2 separate regions of the Gossypium hirsutum genome follow, and region 1 is linked to region 2. The links are chromatin contacts, called in public Hi-C maps. All regions are on one chromosome and are shown on one strand. The core of a region is the stretch at or near the end of the contact, and the rest is flanking DNA. Distances in the headings are between cores, read along the strand shown. Region 1 holds the start of LOC121216298 (zinc-finger homeodomain protein 9). Region 2 has its middle 18 kb from the start of LOC121216297.

Region 1 (4,558 bases), core at 390-2,889, 87 kb after region 2:
ATTGTGTATATTAAGATAAAAATGTATATAAATACGTTAAAATAACAATTTGGTTTAGTGATAAATTAAGTTTTTATCAATCCAACTAACGTGGGTTTAAATCCCACAATATGCATATTTTTATTTTAAATATGGGAGGATGTTTTCGTAATTTTTCTAACCGAGTTATCTGATTAACTCATGACATCAACTCAACAATGACTTAAATAATTGTATAGATATAAACAATTGATGAAGGTAACAAAGTGTCTATAAATATAAAAATAAAATTTTAGTTGAATGACAGATTATTTTTTTTAATGCAATTCAAATATCACCATATGCATATTTTTATTAATTTTTTTAATTGAAAAAAGTAAAATACTCTTAAATAATGGAAGAATATTCTCATAATTTTATAACTGAATTAATGTCCGACTAACTCGTGACATCAACTCAAAATGTTGTGATATTGGTTTTATATTTTAGTTTAATTACTTTCTATAAAGATATATGTTTGCTTTTAATTATATTGAATCTAATTTATTCATATAAATGCTAAAATAATTTTGCTAAAATTGTTAATTGATATTAAATTTAAGGATATAATGTCAATTTTAGTAGTTTAATATTTATTTCTTTTGTCAATTTAACTCTTACCCTTTTTAAACTACATTTGGCTCTCAATTTTTTAAAAATAGTCAAATTTAATCATTAGTTTTTCAAAAAAGAGTTTCTTTAAAATATTAAATTTTTAAACATGACAGTCTACATGTATTTTATAATAATTTATTGAAACTTTTTATAATTTTTAAATCATTTATTAACGCCGCATATAATATATATAGCACCGTGTTAGCATGAAGTACATGTACACGGACTTCCATACAAGCTGTGAGACCAAAGAGATAAATTAACTCTTTTCAAAAAAATTAATAAAAAATAAATATATTATTATTTCTCATCAAATTTTAACCATATGCCTGTCTATGTCCAAAGTTTAAGCTTTGGAAATGAATCAATGATACGACAATAAATAAATAAATTATTTAATCCTTTAGTCATATTTCTTAATTTAAAAAAATATTTATTAAAAAGAAACCTTTAGCATAAATTTTAAAAATAAATTTTCATTTAGTGGTATAAAACATAAAAGCATGGTTGATTACTGAATTGAAATTAAATTAAATAACTTTATTAGAAAATAAAACAACAAGAATGTATAACTCATTTTAGTTTTCAGCAATATTGTACTCATTTCTTTCGCTTCTGTTTATCCAATTTGCTAACCTCATTATTAAATAAAATTTAAGTAAAAATGTAATTTCACTTATTATTTAATAGTTTTTGTTTTTAAATATGAAAAAAAAGGTGCTTGATCACGTTAGAATATACATCTTCCTAGTTGTCGCAATAATAACATTACCAATTGAATATGTTTTTTTAAATCTCTTATGTCTCGTTTAATTATTAGTTTAAATTTAAACTACCGAGTAATAACTTTTTAAAGTTCAAAATAAGCGAAAACTTATCTCTTTACTGAAAATAAATCGTGGGAATAGTTTAATACTACCGATTGATTTAACTCATATGCTAAAACATGTATACGAAGTACTTATAAATCTTATAGAGTAAAATGGAGAAAGAGGTATAAAAAAAATACATGAAATGCTAAATATTTACCAGGATTACACAGGCATATCTAACCCCCAAGAGGGTTAACAACTTAACCATGGATTATAACTAGGGTTAGAAAAAGGGTTAAGAAGGAGAACCACAAAAACATAGATTTTTCAATTATCAACAATCATCACTCCCCTCTTTCTCCTATTCCTCTCCCACCCTTTCTTTTCCTTCATCTCCCCCCCATTTAACAACCCAAGAGAGAAGAGCCCATTTTTCCCCCCGTTTCTCTATCCCTTTTCCTTTTTCATTACCAAGCTTCGTAATTTCTTGCATATTATCAAATATTTCTCATAAAACCCATCTTTAAAACCCTTTTAAAATTCATTTTTAGCCTTTTTCTTTAATTTTTACCTTTTTTTTTGCTTGGTGTTAACTCTAGATGTTAAAGCCATGGATATAGCTCTTGCAAGCACCGCACCAAAATCGCCAGAGGCTGAGCCCGAGCCTGAGCCAGTGAGTGAAACACCAACTCGGATCCAACCCACCAAGCCTGTATCTTTCACCAACGGTGTTCTCAAGCGTCACAAGCCTCACCACCACCACCACCACTACCAAGCGCCACCCATCGTCATAACCTACAAAGAATGTCTGAAGAACCATGCAGCCAGCTTAGGCGGCCATGCTTTAGACGGTTGCGGTGAATTCATGCCGTCGCCAACAGCCACCCCAACTGACCCAACTTCCCTCAAATGTGCTGCTTGTGGGTGCCACCGCAACTTCCACCGCCGCGAACCGGATGACCCACCACCCACAACAGCTACCCCAACAATAGAATACCAGCCTCACCACCGCCACCATCCGCCACCACCAGCAACGGCAGGTCAACCAAATCGTAGTCCTAACTCAGCTTCCCCACCTCCGATCTCATCATCTTACTACCCTTCAGCTCCCCACATGCTTTTAGCTCTTTCAGGAGGTCTTACAAGCTCCCATTTACCAGCTGGTGGGCTGACACCAAACACTGCTAATCTTGGTTCCAACTCAAAGAAAAGATTCAGAACTAAGTTCACTCAGTACCAGAAGGATAAGATGCTGGAGTTTGCCGAGAAAATTGGGTGGAAAATCCAGAAAAGAGATGAAGAAGATATTCAAGAATTCTGCCGTGAAGTTGGGGTTGATAGAGGGGTTTTAAAAGTTTGGATGCATAACAATAAGAACACTTTTGGGAAGAAAGATCAAGCCAATGGAGGGTCCTCAACTAGAGATGGAAATGGGAATGGGAATGGGAATGGAAATGGAAATGGAAGTGTTCGATTCAACCATGAGGAACATAACAACAGCAACAACAACGGTCAGAATCTGAACCATCACTTCGAAACTGATAGTGTTGCTCATGTTGGAACTAATGGCTGCTCTTCTTCTTCCTCTTGATGCTGCTGTTGGTGATGATGATGATCAGCTTCATTGTTCTTTTTTATTTTTATACCTCATGGGGGGGGGGAGATAATAATCTGTTTAGATATAGAGTAAGGGACTTTGTTTATTAGTTTAAATTTTGTTCCTTTCATTTTGTTCCTAATTAGTTTAATTAAGGATCATCACGTTGCTGCTAATATATAACCTGGGAATTAAGAGCTGCTTTGCAATCCAAAAGGGAATTTGATTTAGAATCTCAGTTCTTCTTTGGGATCATAAACTTCCATGTTTTCTGTGTTTCCAAACAGTGAAAAAAAATCTTAAAACCCCCTTTGAATCTATTAACATTCTCCTTAATCCAAGTTAAAAGAAGGAGAATAGCTTCCATTATCATTATCTTCTGTCTCACAAAAAGAAGCAAAAAGTGTTGTAAAACTTGTATCTGATAATTAATATTAAAATACCCCCATTAACTTTATACTAATACTTTTATGTATACAATTAAGGTTGCCATCTTTGTTACAGTAGTTGTATACAATAAGATGTTGGGAGAAATAACCCAAAAAGGAAGAAGGGACTTCAATTTTCATTTGCAGAATAATTAGCACACTTTGTATGTTTGTTTGTGCAGTATAATAATGGTTGATATAAACTGATAAGACTAATATTTTATGTTAAAAAAAGCTATAATTTATTCTTCTTAAAGTACAAAAAAGGGATGCTTCTTAATTCTCTCAAGGACGAGATAAGCTTTGGATTTAGGGTTAAAATAATGGGATTTATGGACAATCTATCATATCTTTGCTTTATGCAATTTTTAATTTCTCTTTCCTTTTAAGGGATCCCATTATTGATACTATAATTACACCAAATTATAAACTTAAAACAAGTGAAATGGGTTTTGTTTTTGTGTAAAGATGAGTCGGTTTCGTTTCCCCTAAAAAAAGTCCACCCTTAAGACCAGGGAGATTCTCTTGTTTTACTTGAATTTTGTGCTTTTCTTCTCTTTCCAACACTCACTTTTCATTTATTTTTATTTAATGCTTCAACTGTTTCTTATGCCTCCTTTTTTTTTTCTTTCTGAATATATAGTTTGACCCTGAAATTGGCCCCTAAAATTTTTTTCCATCATATTGGTCCCTAATATTAGTATTCGTTACACAGATTAATCCCTACATTAACACAGTTTGTTTTTGAATAATTTTCTGATGTAGACAAGTATGAGGGTGACACGTGGAGAAATAAGGGGTCAATCTGTCTTTCAGATGCCAACTTTAGGGACCAATATGATCCAAAAAATATTTAGGGGTCAATTTAAAAAAAGTTGTTAAATTTAAGGGTCAATTTATATATCACATATTAGTGATCAATTTATATTAATTGCAAATAAAGTTTAGGGTCAATCTGAGAAAAGTTCCGCCAACGAGTTCTAAGCGACGATCCGATGGTCAGTACGGTGGATCAGTACTCATTGTCAAGTCGAATAACATAACTTAAATCCAAGCCAATCTAAGAGTCAATGTCGAAAATGGGAGAA
Region 2 (4,912 bases), core at 650-3,149:
AGTTTATCAAGCTGAATATGGTATTTTTATCTCACAAAGAAAATATGCCAAGGATCTTCTCAGTAAGTTTGGCATGCTTAATTGCAAGCCTGCAACTACACCCATGAATATCAATGAGAAATTGCAGCAAGAAGATGGAGGAGAAATGGCAGATGCAAAAAGGTTCAGAAGCTTGGTAGGTGGTTTAATTTACTTGACGCACACTAGGCCTGATATTGCATTCCCTGTTGGTGTTATTTCCAGGTTTATGCAACAACCTTCAACAGTTCATTATGGAGCAGCAAAAAGAGTCTTCCGTTATATTGGAGTAACTTTGGAGTATGGTGTTTGGTACTCCAAAACTTCAAATTTCTGATTGTGTGGGTTCATAGACAGTGATTGGGCAAGTTCATTGGATGATAGACGAAGTGTTTCAGCAAATGTTTTCACTTTAGGTTCGGGAGTGATCACTTGGAGTTCGAAAAAGCAAGCTACAGCAGCACTGTCAACTTCAGAAGCTGAGTATATAGTAGCAACCTCAGCAGCTTGTCAAGCCATTTGGCTAAGAAGAGTGTTAGCATATCTTTAACATAAGTAAAAGGGACCAGCGAAAATATTTTGTGATAACAAAGAAACTATTACCATGACAAAAAATCCAACATTCCATAGCAGAACGAAACATATAGACATTCGCTATCATTTTATACGCGATCTGGTTGCAAAGGAGAAGATAACATTGGAATATTGCAGCACTCAAGATCAGCTGGCGGATGTGCTGACCAAGTCTTTGTCCAAACAGAAGTTTTATTATTTTAGAGTCTTACTTGGTGTGTGCAAGTTTGAATCAAATGGGAGTGTTGAAGAATGATTCAAGACCTTAACTGATGCAACGTGTTATTTTTTTAGTTTTTCCTTATTTTTTTTATTTTTTGTTGAGATATGATTTAGTGCCAGTTTTTTCATTTCTTCTATTGAGATTTGTTGTTGTGTAAAGCCTATATAAGAGGATGATCTTTAGTTGAATAATATGTATCAGTTTTTTCAAATATACTATAGCTTATTTGTGTCCATAACCTGTTTGATAAAATTACTCTTAGAAACCTTTTTTTTTACCATCTCTTATTTTTTAAAGGCTGTTTTGAGTCTCTTTCCCCTTGTGCAGCTGTGCTCTCCAACAGTTAAACATGTGTATAAAATAAAAAAATATGTAACAATTTTATTTTATTTAGCACAGATGGTAAAATATAAAATTTTTAACCTTATGTCCATTGTTATTAACTTTTGTGAAATCTAGTTAATTCTAATTTGCGATTCTACGATTTGTTTCCTTTTTAGTACAAAAATATATCAAGCACACAAAAAAGCGCCATTTTTCTTTTTATTTTAGAAAAATTTATAATGTCTTATAATATTTTAGTATTATATATATTTATAATTTATAATTTAAAAATTACATCTATAATGAACTTCCACAAATAGATGTTTAGATTCAAATGAACATAGAAATTTATTTGTCAAGATTCATTCTTGACTTGAAATTTTTAAATATTTTTATATATTAAATTTTTATTTCATATTAATATCATGATGATCGTTAATAACCGCGTCACTAAAACGTTAAAATTTAATTATGAATCTCTATAAAAAAAAACTTAAATTGATTTTGTCAAGGAAAAAATTTTTAATTGAGTGCATGGGTTTGTTAATTTTTTTTCTTCTTTTTTGGAAAACTTCTGAGTTTGAGGGTCATGCCATTAAGCTTTTTTTATATAAACATCAAAAAACCTTGTTCCTTCAGAAGTTGCAAAGTGCACAATTTTATGCCGAAAACTCCTTTTCAAGTGCTAAATTCTGAGATCTCTATGGGCCCAAGAACCACTAAAGGTTTACAATTGGCCCAGCCTTGAATTATTGGATACCCTACCTTGGATTTATTCATTCACAGATTTACATCGTATTAGCATGAAATTATATTTAACTGAATTCATATCTTTTGGTGTAATTACAAATACCTTCATCCTTTTACGACTTGATGCTAAATTTATTCCCCACGAAACTAGTGTTAAGTAAAACCTTTTCACTAATCATAGTCTAAAGTTATTTAAATTTTTAAAATTTGATTTTCGTTTCGTTTCGTAATTATTATACTACAATAAAAATGGTCATAAATTAGATAACCCAACCTAACTTATTAAGTCCATAAGAAATTTAGGCCAAATTATGTAATTCTTTGAATGGTGATTGAAATTGGTCGAATAAATTGATATCTAATTCTTAAGTTTAGGTCTAATTGAAAAGACAATCTCCAAAATTGACCCATGAAATAGAAAAAGAAGTGTGTGGAGGGGATTGAACGCTTTGTATTCAGTCATGTCAGCATCAATCTCAAATATATAATTGAAGACCAAACCCTCTAATCAAGTAACTCTTAACCCTACCACCTCCTCTCTTTGTGCCTTTTTTTTTTTCTCTTTTTTGGTAAATCCTCGCTTTGTGCTTTTAGCTAGAATAAGGAAAAAGTAGATACGTGTTTCAATGTTTTTTAAATCGAATCATTAATAGAATGGGTTAGATTATTAGTTTATAGGTTTATTAATGCAATTGATTTAATTGGGTCGATTAAAAATAATTAAAAATTTAAATTTTTGGTTCAAGCAGTTCAATTGTCGGTTTAATTAATTGAATTGATTAAGAATTTATGATTAAACTATTGTATTTAAAAAATTTTTTGAATAATTTCATTATAGGTTTTGATCATATCTATTTTTTTAGACAATACCTACAAATATCCATAGCGCCACCCAACTCATAAATAGGAAGATAATACACTTCAACGTACTCGAACTCATATCCTCCTATATTAACAATATACTAATTGAGTTAAGACTCAATCGACTATTTAAGATATTTTTATATTTATATATATAATTTTTCATGTAAATAAAGTATTCCTATTGTTTTTTAATTTTTAATTTTTGACATTTTATTATATTGTAACAAGGTTGGAAAATTTTTTCAAACCATAAAATTTCTAATCAAACCAACTGCCATTAATTAAAATATGTCCTGTTTTGCGGCTCGTCATATCATGCGAATTAATTGCTTTTGTTCTACTCTTATCATACTAAAGTAATACATTCACACAACTATGGTAACACTCAATTCTAGCATAGTTAGATATTTGACATTTTTCACAATTTTATTAGTTATGAATTTTCATTCATATATTGTAAAATTTTTATAAGGTTATAATTTCCATATTTAATATAATTGTGCTTTTTTTTTTGAAAAACCAAAACCAAAGTTATTATATTAAATTACTAGAAGTAAATAAATCACTTATTTTATCCAAACATAAAATTATTAATAACTCATTAGGAGACTCATCGAAAATATGCACACCTTTCTTACTATCAAAGGTCAATTTAGCAAGCCCATCAATGACTTGATTATCTTTCCAAGGAGTATACCTGAAAATTCATTGTCTTCAAAATTTCAACATCTGTTTGATTCTTCTAACCGAGGATGAATTAGTAACATCCGATTGTCTGTCTTCAATGGCTTTAATCACCTGTAAGCTGTCTGTATCGATCAACACTTTATCATATCCTTATCCATATAAAATAAGCAGCCCATCCAAAATGCCCCAAAGCTCAACGTCAAACACTGAACACTCCCCTAGGTAATGATTGTAGCCTAGGATTCAATTCTCATCTTAATTTCGTAGCACTCCTCCTACAGATACGAATCATTTCTCGCCATTTGCTGCTCCATTGGTATTTCAGTAAATTAAACCAATTACCTGATAGATGATGATCAGTGTACAACTTTTGCATTCTAAACAGGTCTTTCTTTTGGGTATTAATATACAGTCTAGCCCAGCTATAAGAAACTTTAATTGTCTCAGAAACACTCCAAGATAAACCTTGAAAAACAAAAAAAAAATTCTATTTTTCCAAGATAAACCTGAAACTTCCAAACAAGTTTTCATGATTCATCTTTAGGATGCCAAGAATTCTCACGTAGTGTCCAATAGCACTTTTGATAGACAAAGCCCCTGTAGAATTACAGCACCAAACAATTCTGTCAGGTCCCTCTAGGGGATGCGGAAGAGGAATGCTCGCAATTCTCTTTACCAAGCCTTCCGACAACCAAACATAGAATAACTCAAGATTCCACACACCTTTTCTAGTTACCATTTCATTAAGCTGACAATTAGACTTCAAGTTTTCATTAGAAGGTATAAGCTTGATCAATGGCCCTATATTCGAAACCTAATGATCTTCTCAACAATGAATAGAGTTACCATTTCCAATGTACCAAACTAAATTTTTATGCAATAAAGTCCATACCTTTGATAGAGCCTTCCAAAGAAAAGAGCATCTACTTTGTGAAATTCACACTAGCAACCTTTCCAACATCTTATACTTCAATCACAAAACTCATACCCATGGTGCATTTTCATAGACACTATATTATACCCCAACCTCATAAAAAAAGAAGTGTTTTGATCTCTCAATTGATGAAATCCAAGACCTTCAATAGAACGAGGTTGACAAACAGAATCCCAATTGACTAGGGACAACTTCTTTTTACCATTCGTAGCCCTCCATATAAACTGCAGAGTTAACCGTTCAATCTTGTCACATATCCCTTTAAGGATCAACATGGTCTGTATAAAGTAATTAGGAATAGATAAGACACTACACCAAAAGAGGCCTTTAGCGGCGCATTTAGCGGCGTTTAAAATCCAAACGCCACAAAAAACTGAGCAATAGCGGCGAGTGTTAAAAAACGCCACAAATTACAAGCAACAGCGGCGATTACCCAAAAGCGCCGCAAATAAGTTAGGTAAACGGTACCATTTTCATGGTCAAATTCAAAGACATTAGTGGCGCTTCAATGAAAACGCCGCAAAAGACAAACATTACAG

The links. A called contact is a pair of places that touch in the nucleus more often than the background predicts.
Region 1: a contact with region 2 is called in a Hi-C map of leaf, with 4 times the contacts expected there. The contact joins the promoter of LOC121216298 here to the enhancer-like site in region 2. A contact is called at or near these places in 8 of 34 Hi-C or Micro-C datasets (cotyledon, fibers and leaf).

The regions. Positions count from the first base shown.
Region 1 is chrD04:8,218,365-8,222,922 of Gossypium_hirsutum_v2.1, forward strand. It overlaps LOC121216298 (zinc-finger homeodomain protein 9), which reads left to right and starts at 1,640. Exons shown (of 1, transcript XM_041091883.1): 1 at 1,640-3,275. The coding sequence starts at 2,056. The coding sequence ends at 3,036.
Region 2 is chrD04:8,130,647-8,135,558 of Gossypium_hirsutum_v2.1, forward strand. No RefSeq gene overlaps it. Among protein-coding and RNA genes, the nearest start is that of LOC121216297, 18 kb to the left of the region's middle. Within about 2 kb of position 1,900, at least 3 of the 9 cell types and tissues checked have an H3K27ac peak or open chromatin away from gene starts, as enhancers often do. A contact at or near this core is called in fibers and leaf, where this site is marked.